Regions from separate parts of the Mus musculus genome. Here region 2 is linked to region 1. The links are chromatin contacts, called in public HiChIP or PLAC-seq maps. All regions are on one chromosome and are shown on one strand. The core of a region is the stretch at or near the end of the contact, and the rest is flanking DNA. Distances in the headings are between cores, read along the strand shown.

The links. HiChIP or PLAC-seq counts read pairs in DNA pulled down with a chosen protein or histone mark.
Region 2: a contact with region 1 is called in an H3K4me3 HiChIP or PLAC-seq map of the SCID.adh cell line, with 12 read pairs. The contact joins two enhancer-like sites. A contact is called at or near these places in 2 of 115 datasets of contacts at active chromatin or transcription factors (the SCID.adh cell line and double positive thymocytes).

Annotation. Positions count from the first base shown.
Region 1 is chr12:107,762,162-107,765,949 of GRCm38.p6, forward strand. No RefSeq gene overlaps it. Among named protein-coding and RNA genes, the nearest start is that of 4930465M20Rik, 29 kb to the left of the region's middle. Within about 2 kb of position 2,215, at least 7 of the 459 cell types and tissues checked have an H3K27ac peak or open chromatin away from gene starts, as enhancers often do. A contact at or near this core is called in the SCID.adh cell line, where this site is marked.
Region 2 is chr12:107,893,494-107,897,281 of GRCm38.p6, forward strand. No RefSeq gene overlaps it. Among named protein-coding and RNA genes, the nearest start is that of Gm33341, 71 kb to the left of the region's middle. Within about 2 kb of position 1,603, at least 2 of the 459 cell types and tissues checked have an H3K27ac peak or open chromatin away from gene starts, as enhancers often do. A contact at or near this core is called in the SCID.adh cell line, where this site is marked.

The sequences.
Region 1 (3,788 bases), core at 965-3,464:
CAAGACAGGCCCACACTCATTCCCTCTCTCCTGATCCTTTCAAAATGAATCTCTGAGACCTGGGGCCAAGAGGCTCCCCACCAGCAGCCCCAGCCCAGCTCCCTCTGCAAGGGCCTGCTGAGGCCAACCCCGCTCCTCCCAGCTCTGTCTGCTGAGGCCTTGGCCACCAGGAAGCACCTGGCACCGAGACATCCACTAGCTGTGGGGCCTGCCCCACCCTGCAGGACCCAACCTCCCAGTGAGCTGTTTGCAGAAGAGGAGAGAATGAAGATCAAAGCAGCCAGCCCCCTTTCTCCTCTCAGGCTCCATTAGTCCAGATGCAGATGCCAGTCTTGGGATCCAACCACAGGATGATAGAAAGGCCAGCCACCTCTGTGCCTTGGTTTCCCAAACCCCTTCCCAATAGACAGGGGAGTGAGGGAAAGTTTCAGCTATCTTCATTAGAAGAGCACCCTTGGGCTCTGTGATCCTTAATATTGACAACTGGCAGAATCTAGACTCACTAGAAGACAAACCACTGGGAGGATCCCTGCTGGACTTTCTTGATTGAGGTAACTGAAGAGAGGGGGGCCTACTCTAAATGTGAGTGGCACCATCCCTTGGGGTTGGCTTCAAACTGACAGGGAGGAGGAGAAGGCCCCAAGAGCTGCATTCCAAACTGACAGGGTAGGATGGTGGGTGTTCCTGACAGGAAGCCAGGCAGGGGACAACTGAAACCACCAATCTGAAAGACTCAGAGCGGAACCACATCCGGAGAAGCATGGAGACATGTATCTTTCCAACAAAGGCCTGTCTTCAGACTCTGATGGCAAGCTAGCCCTGTGAGTGTGTGCCTCAGACTCCCAGATTGCTTCTTTAAGGGCAGATGGTCTGTGACGCCACAGCTCATGTGCATCATGGGAAGTGGGATATGAGTCAGGCTGTGTGGTAGGAAGATCCTGAAGCAACTAGTCGTGTGGCATCCAAAATCATGAAGCAGAGGGCGGTGAGTCCACTGCTATCCAATTCCCTCTCTACTTACACAGCCCAAGATTCCACCTAGGGAATGGTGCCACCCACAGTGGGCAGGTCTTCTCAGCACAACACAGTCGAGATCACCTCCATAGCCATGACCAAAGGCCTGACTACCAGATGACTCTACTGTTGGTTACACTGATAACAAACACTAGTCATCAAGGGTCCTAACCAGCCTTTCTCCAGCCTAGACCACCCACCAAGGTCTTCTTCCCAACACATATCCCAGCTCACATCCAGCCCCCAACCCCCACCTGAACATCATCTATCACTTCTGGTCCTAAGTCTGATGTCTCCAGCTCTACCAGTCCCCAAGGCCATACCCTCCACACAGAATATGGGGCACTATTGACCCATCAGAGAAGGTTTTATTGATGATTAGAACAGAGGCCCTTGAGAGACTTGTGCCCATGGATGTCTGCCCACTATCCTGCGTACGGATCCACACCCACACACATACAGGAAACATGAAGTAGACTCAGTGGGGTTTTCAAAATCTAAGCACAGGAGATTGGGAAAGAGAAGCAGAGTCGGAGAGAGAGGAGGAAATGAGGAGAAACAAAAGAGGAGTGGAGCTGATCAAAACATGAATGCATGAACTTCTCAAACAGAAAAAAAAAGCCCTTGGCACTGGCTTGGCTCTGCCCAGCTGGGTGATGCTGCTTCTCCATCCAGTTCCCAGGACACCACTCCATCCTTAGAAAAATCATTTCTAAGATTCTGAGAAGTTTCAGATGGCTCAACTTCCAGAAGCAAGAAGTTGGGACCACCTGGACATCACTTGGGGAAGGGCAGGCTAGACGAGCTATACAACTGTTTCTGTGTTAAGCAATGCCAGTGTCTAGATGCCACCTCCACTGGCCACTGGAGCAAGGGAAGATGAAGGCAGCCTAGGGGGTTAAACCATCCATGCCATCAGCAGAATGGAGACTCTGTAGGAACAGATTACTCAACATGGTCTAGACATACCCAGTCAGACTCAGAGCAACAGGAAGATAGGATGTTCTCAAAGGTAAGGCCTACAGAGAGTAATAAAGGGCCTGGAATTCCTGCCCATGTGAGCGCAGGCTCTCCGATCCAATGCTAATCAGATTCTGAGAGGATTCCAAACTCCGGCTTTCTTGTCTTTGGAAAAGCCCAGAAGGTATTGGGCAGAAGCCTACTGAGTCATCCAAACCACGCTCTTCAGCTCTCCCCCACCACACAGCACCCTGAGGAAGTTCGCCCCAAGCTCAGACTTTACACAGATCAAAAAATCTCTGCATTCAGACTCCAAAGAAACACGGGCCGATTACAACATCCATGTCTGTTTCAAGTAAAAATCCCATCTTAGTTTCATGAATCAATGAGTACATGTTTGAATTAACACCAGTATTTATTGAGGTTTAACAAGAGCCCATACCAATGCCTATCTCTCAGCTTTATCTGCATGTCCCTTATAGAGTTATTAAAACCCCAAAATATAATTTTAATAATCAGTGGGATTTTAATTAACACACAATAATGATCCCCATTCAATGGAACGCCTCTGATTCAGAAAGTAATTATTCATTCACGACACTTAATTTGAAGCGTTACCACAGATTTGTATCTCCTAAAGCCACAAGAAGTTTGAGCATAATAGTTCTTGTTAGAACTTATAGAGCAAGTTCACTTCAGAGCAAGACTGGAGACCAGGTTCCAAAGGAGGAGAGAAGATACAGGGAGGACCTGAAACAGGCTGGTGGCACCCTGAGGAAGGAGCAGAATGTGGTCTTAGAAATGATTGTCACCTGGCTGTCACTCAGGACATGGCCCCACACTCTCTCCTGCACGAGTCTCTGGTCCTGTGTCTTAGAACCATTTTAGACAGAGAATTCATTGCCACAAAAAAAGAATGCCCAGAGTCACTTGGAAAGTCACTGGCTCCCTAGACCACCATGTTCTCATCTATCAATCTAGACATCCAGATTGGCCCTGCCTCTCTGTAGACCATCAGGGGGACAGGACTGGGAACAATGAATGGAGGTAAGGCCAACTTAGGCCATCATATGTAAGCACAGACTAGACCAGCTTCAGAGACCCAGAGCAGACTTCGACGTTTTCCAGGCACCCCAGGGAGGAATTGTCTCCTCTTACCATTACCCATCCTGCCATAGCAAGGAGCTTAACGTTTAGTGGCACTCGGTTCAGCACTAACTGAGACATGAGCTATGCTGAGCTAGGGCAGGGCTATACTAAAGTAAGAGAGAGAGGAGTTGCTAACTCTGATACGTTCCCTGGAAACTTGTAGTTAGGGGGCCATCACTCTAGGGTCCACGTTAACAAACACCCAGGTGAACCTACAACAGCCAAACACCAAGGAAAGAAGGCTCCTTCACTTGCACATCCTATATCCACTGATTCATTCCACTTGTGAACTCTGAAATCATGTCCTTATTCTCTGTGGCATAGCGCTCTACCCACCGAACCGTGGTTCTAGCCACATTCTTAAGAGCACTAACCCAAGGCCCTCGGACATGAATTAACCCTTCCCTTCCAAGAGAGGTTCTCTATGGCCTCATTTCCAAGCTGGCAGCTCTCCAATGAGTTAGAGAGCTGTGTCCTGCTTGCTTTCAGAGCTGTGGTGTTCACCTAGGGACAGTTCTGAGCCTAGAGTATCCTGGACTAAGTCTGGGTGCGACTAGCATTTCATAGATAGAAGGCAGCAATGCTGGTGGATATTCCAGGAGGTACTGCCCAACAGCAAGAGAGAGCCTCTTACAGATCTTCCCTGGTTTCAGGAATTAGTGAAT
Region 2 (3,788 bases), core at 353-2,852, 130 kb after region 1:
CACCATTGTATTATGGTTCAATCAGTGGAGTCCACTGATTAGATCAGAGCCCTTTGGAGCCAATTGCTTCTCAATTCTCAATGACTGGGAACCAAACATTCATTTCCTAAGCTTGTGCTAGGCTGTGGGGTTGCTTCATATACCAACAGCAATATTCAACAAGGTAAAGCCTTGGTCTCCAATCCTTGAGTGACGCAGCCACTTTCAAATTCCAGGTCCTACCCTGAGAAAGCAGTAGTCACCCCAGTCGGGGAGCCTGGGGGCCATTTTTTTCTCTGATCCTACCTAATTCTCTTTCCAGAACCTCTTCACTTTTTCCAAGAGGTCTCTGCTATCCTTGAATCCTGAGTCTGTCCCGCCACCACCAACCAGACTCAGGAATGCCATCTCCAGTTCTAGTAGTGACATTGGTTTGAACCCGACTTCGTGATTCCTGTCCTCTGTTGGACTACGGCATGGTTGTCTTCCTTCAACCATGTGTAATCAGGTCCCTGGAGAGGTTCACAAAATCACCTTTGAAGTCACCTTTGAAAGCACTCTGCAGATGGGCACATTGGCTCATACCTGTAGTCTTATCACTGAGGCAGAGGAATTGCTAGGAGAGCTTGGGATAGAGAGCTGCTATAGTCACTCTACAAACCTGGGTCCTAGTCTAGCCCCCATCTTCCCAAGTCGCCTAGCCCCCGCTACCCCCATCCCTGATTCCTCAACTTTCACAACCTCCTATCCCCTATCCTCACCACATGCAGCCCTGGCCTGCCCCCGGGAAATAGTGTTCAGTAAAGTAAGATTTTTATAATGGACTTTTGGGCAACAATGTGACTCTAGATTTTCTTCTGGAAGACACTGTATGCTGCAGGAGGTGTGGCTTATTTCTCTCTTTGCTTTAGCAGCTAGGAAGCTCAGAGGCAGAGTTCTAGCAAGTGTAAGAGAGTGTGTCGCCCTTTTATGGAGTTCTCTCTCTGTGTCTCTCTCTGTCTCTGTCTCTCTCTGTCTCTCTCTCTCTCTCCTTCCCCCAATGACCCTCACCCAAAAGCCTTTCCTTTTACACTGTTGTCAAAATGCATGACAAACTTGCTGAAACTGGAATCAGAGTCTGCTTCTCCTGACATCTCCCCGCCCCTTCCCAGGGTTCTTCTCTGACTTCCCCAGCCCAGGTCTCCTTCCAAGGAGCTAAAAGTCTTGGGATCTTGGTTGGTTTGTTGGTTAACTGACTGGTTTGTTTCTCTGTTTATTTTTGTTCGTTTGTTTGTTTTTGTTTGAAACAAGTCTCACTCTCTATCCCGAGCTGTCCTTGAACTCATAGCAATTCCCCTGCCTCAGTGATAAGACTACAGGTATGAGCCAATGTGCCCAGCTGCAGAGTGCTTTCAAAGGTGATCTCACCACCTTCGGGTTTCTCCAAATTTTGGGAACCTCTGCAGGGACCTGACTACACATTTTCCCAGCATGTAACGAGCACAAAGCAAAAGCTCCATTCCCTACCCTGCTTCTCAGGTGACCGAGAAAACCCAACAGGAAGCAGCATCAATGCACTTGGTTACCATAACGACACTGGGTGGATGGAGGAAGGGGAGACAGAGGTCACTACTGCTGACCTGTTTGTGTCCCTTTGTAAATGACACTGCCTCCCATAAATACCCAAATGTTACAGAGCATAGAACAGTCCCTTGGGGCCCTGTTCTCTGTCACTTTACAAGGTGGTGACTAGCTGTGTTCAGAGGGTTTGTCTTTCCTTTCCTTTGGCACCTTGTAGACTGGTCTTCCAGTCTTCCTGGTCCTCCCTCCATAGCAACTCGGGAGGTTACAGAATCGAGAGGAAGCTAGAAGACTCGCCTTACCCTACCCTGCATGCTAGTGCAAGCAGGGAAAGACTGCTGTGTGCGCTCTCTCTCTCTGTATCTCTCTGTGTGTCTCTCTCTCTCTGGCACAATTTCTGTGTGTATCTCTTTCTGTGTCTCTGAATCTGTCTGTCTCTCTCTCTCTCCTTCCCTCTCTCCCTCTCCCTCCCCCACCCCCCAAGTAGCTAGAGTTAGAAAGACCTCCAAGGGGAAATCACTGTGGGGCAGGACACAGGTGACATTCCCAGCAGAGAATGAACCTATGCCAGGGCCTCCCTGGCCCATGGTCCCCTGCAGCCCCTGCCCTCTGCTGCTCTCCCCTGATCACAGTAACCAGCCGTACACTCAGGCCAGGGGACAGGGCCACTCACTACTGCTGGGACACCTCCCCAGCCTCCTGTTTCCTTCTGTCCTGCTCTGGACTAGACTTCTAAAATTCCTTTAGACTCTGCCCATCCCTTCCTTTTGAGGTTGTCTTCTCTGCCCAGATCTCTAAGGTACTACCTTGATTCTTCCATCTACCAGGCCCAGGAGAGATTTCTGGTTTGTAGAACGAGGTCCCCAAGCAAAGTGGTGTTCCAGCATCCTCACCCTTCACCCCCAGGACACTTGTCCTTCTCTGAGTTTGGTTTTATTGTTGTTCACCTCCTCCATCAACGCTGCAGATTCGCAGGTGAGATGTCCGCTTCTCCGTCATCCCACCAAGCCCACACAGCATATTAAAACAGGCAAGCATGCTGAAAGCATCTGTCTTTATCTTGCTCAGAGAGTTTGTAAATGAACGGTTATACACTATGAGGGCTTGCTTGTGTTCTAGGGCAGGCTCACCCATCTTCCTGATGAAAGTAGTTCTGATCCAAACAGCTAAACATGAAAACATCAAGGAGATTTTTACATCTCACTGTGAGTCTCACAGAACCCTATTGCATCCAAGTAAGAGTCCTCCAAGTAAGGTGTCCCAGCAGTAGTGAGTGGCCCTGTCCCCTGGCCTGAGTGTATGGCTGGTTACTGTGATCTGGGGAGAGCAGCAGAGGGCAGGGGCTGCAGGGGAACATGGGCCAGGGAGGCCCTGGCATAGGTTCATTCTCTGCTGGGAATGTCACCTGTGTCCTGCCCCACAGTGATTTCCCCTTGGAGGTCTTTCTTGAGTACTAAGTACTGTAGTTGTACTTGAGACCCGCTGTGGGGTCAGAGGTCATAGGGGCCAGAGGTCACAAATGGACCTCCTGGGCAGGGTCAGAGCTCTACACATTTGCCAATGGCAGGCTTTAACAGGTGATGTCATCTGTCCAACAAAGTGCATATGGCTGTGGAAATGAGCTGGGGAGAGGGAGAAGGCACTGATCAGTGAGCGAACACGGAGGGTCATGCTGTTGAGGGATGGGACAGCAGAAATGCCAGGGGTTGCTCTGGCCTTCGGGGTCTTACAGGAGCATGGTCAGAACGTATGTAGCATGAGTTCTACAGAGGCTAAAGTCACACGGACGATTGCAGATGGGTGCTTCTCCCAGACTTGCCTCCTCCTGCTTTCCCAGAAAGGTACCAAGTTCATTTCAGGTGCTCTTGTGGACAGCCACCTTCAGGGATGTATATTCAGTGAAATTCACCAATTTTCAGTGCACCAAGTTGGAAAATGTTGTGAAGTGTATTCAGTCCTGTAGCCAATGCTACAGTCGTGACAGAAAACATTCCTGCCACTCCCAGAAGCCCCCATTGCCTGTTGCAGTCAGTCTCACCCAGAAGCCCCTGGTGCCCATTGCAGTCTCCCCTGTAACTTGGCTTGGCCTTCCCCAGAATTCTGCATGACTCCAGTCACGTCAGCATCTTTCACAGAGTGTTAAGAGTCACCTTTGAGAGTCACCAGTGGTCCTGCAGGAATAAAGGATCCCTCGATTTTCATCGCTGACTAGAATTCCATCCTGTTTACACAGTTAACCGTGAACGAAC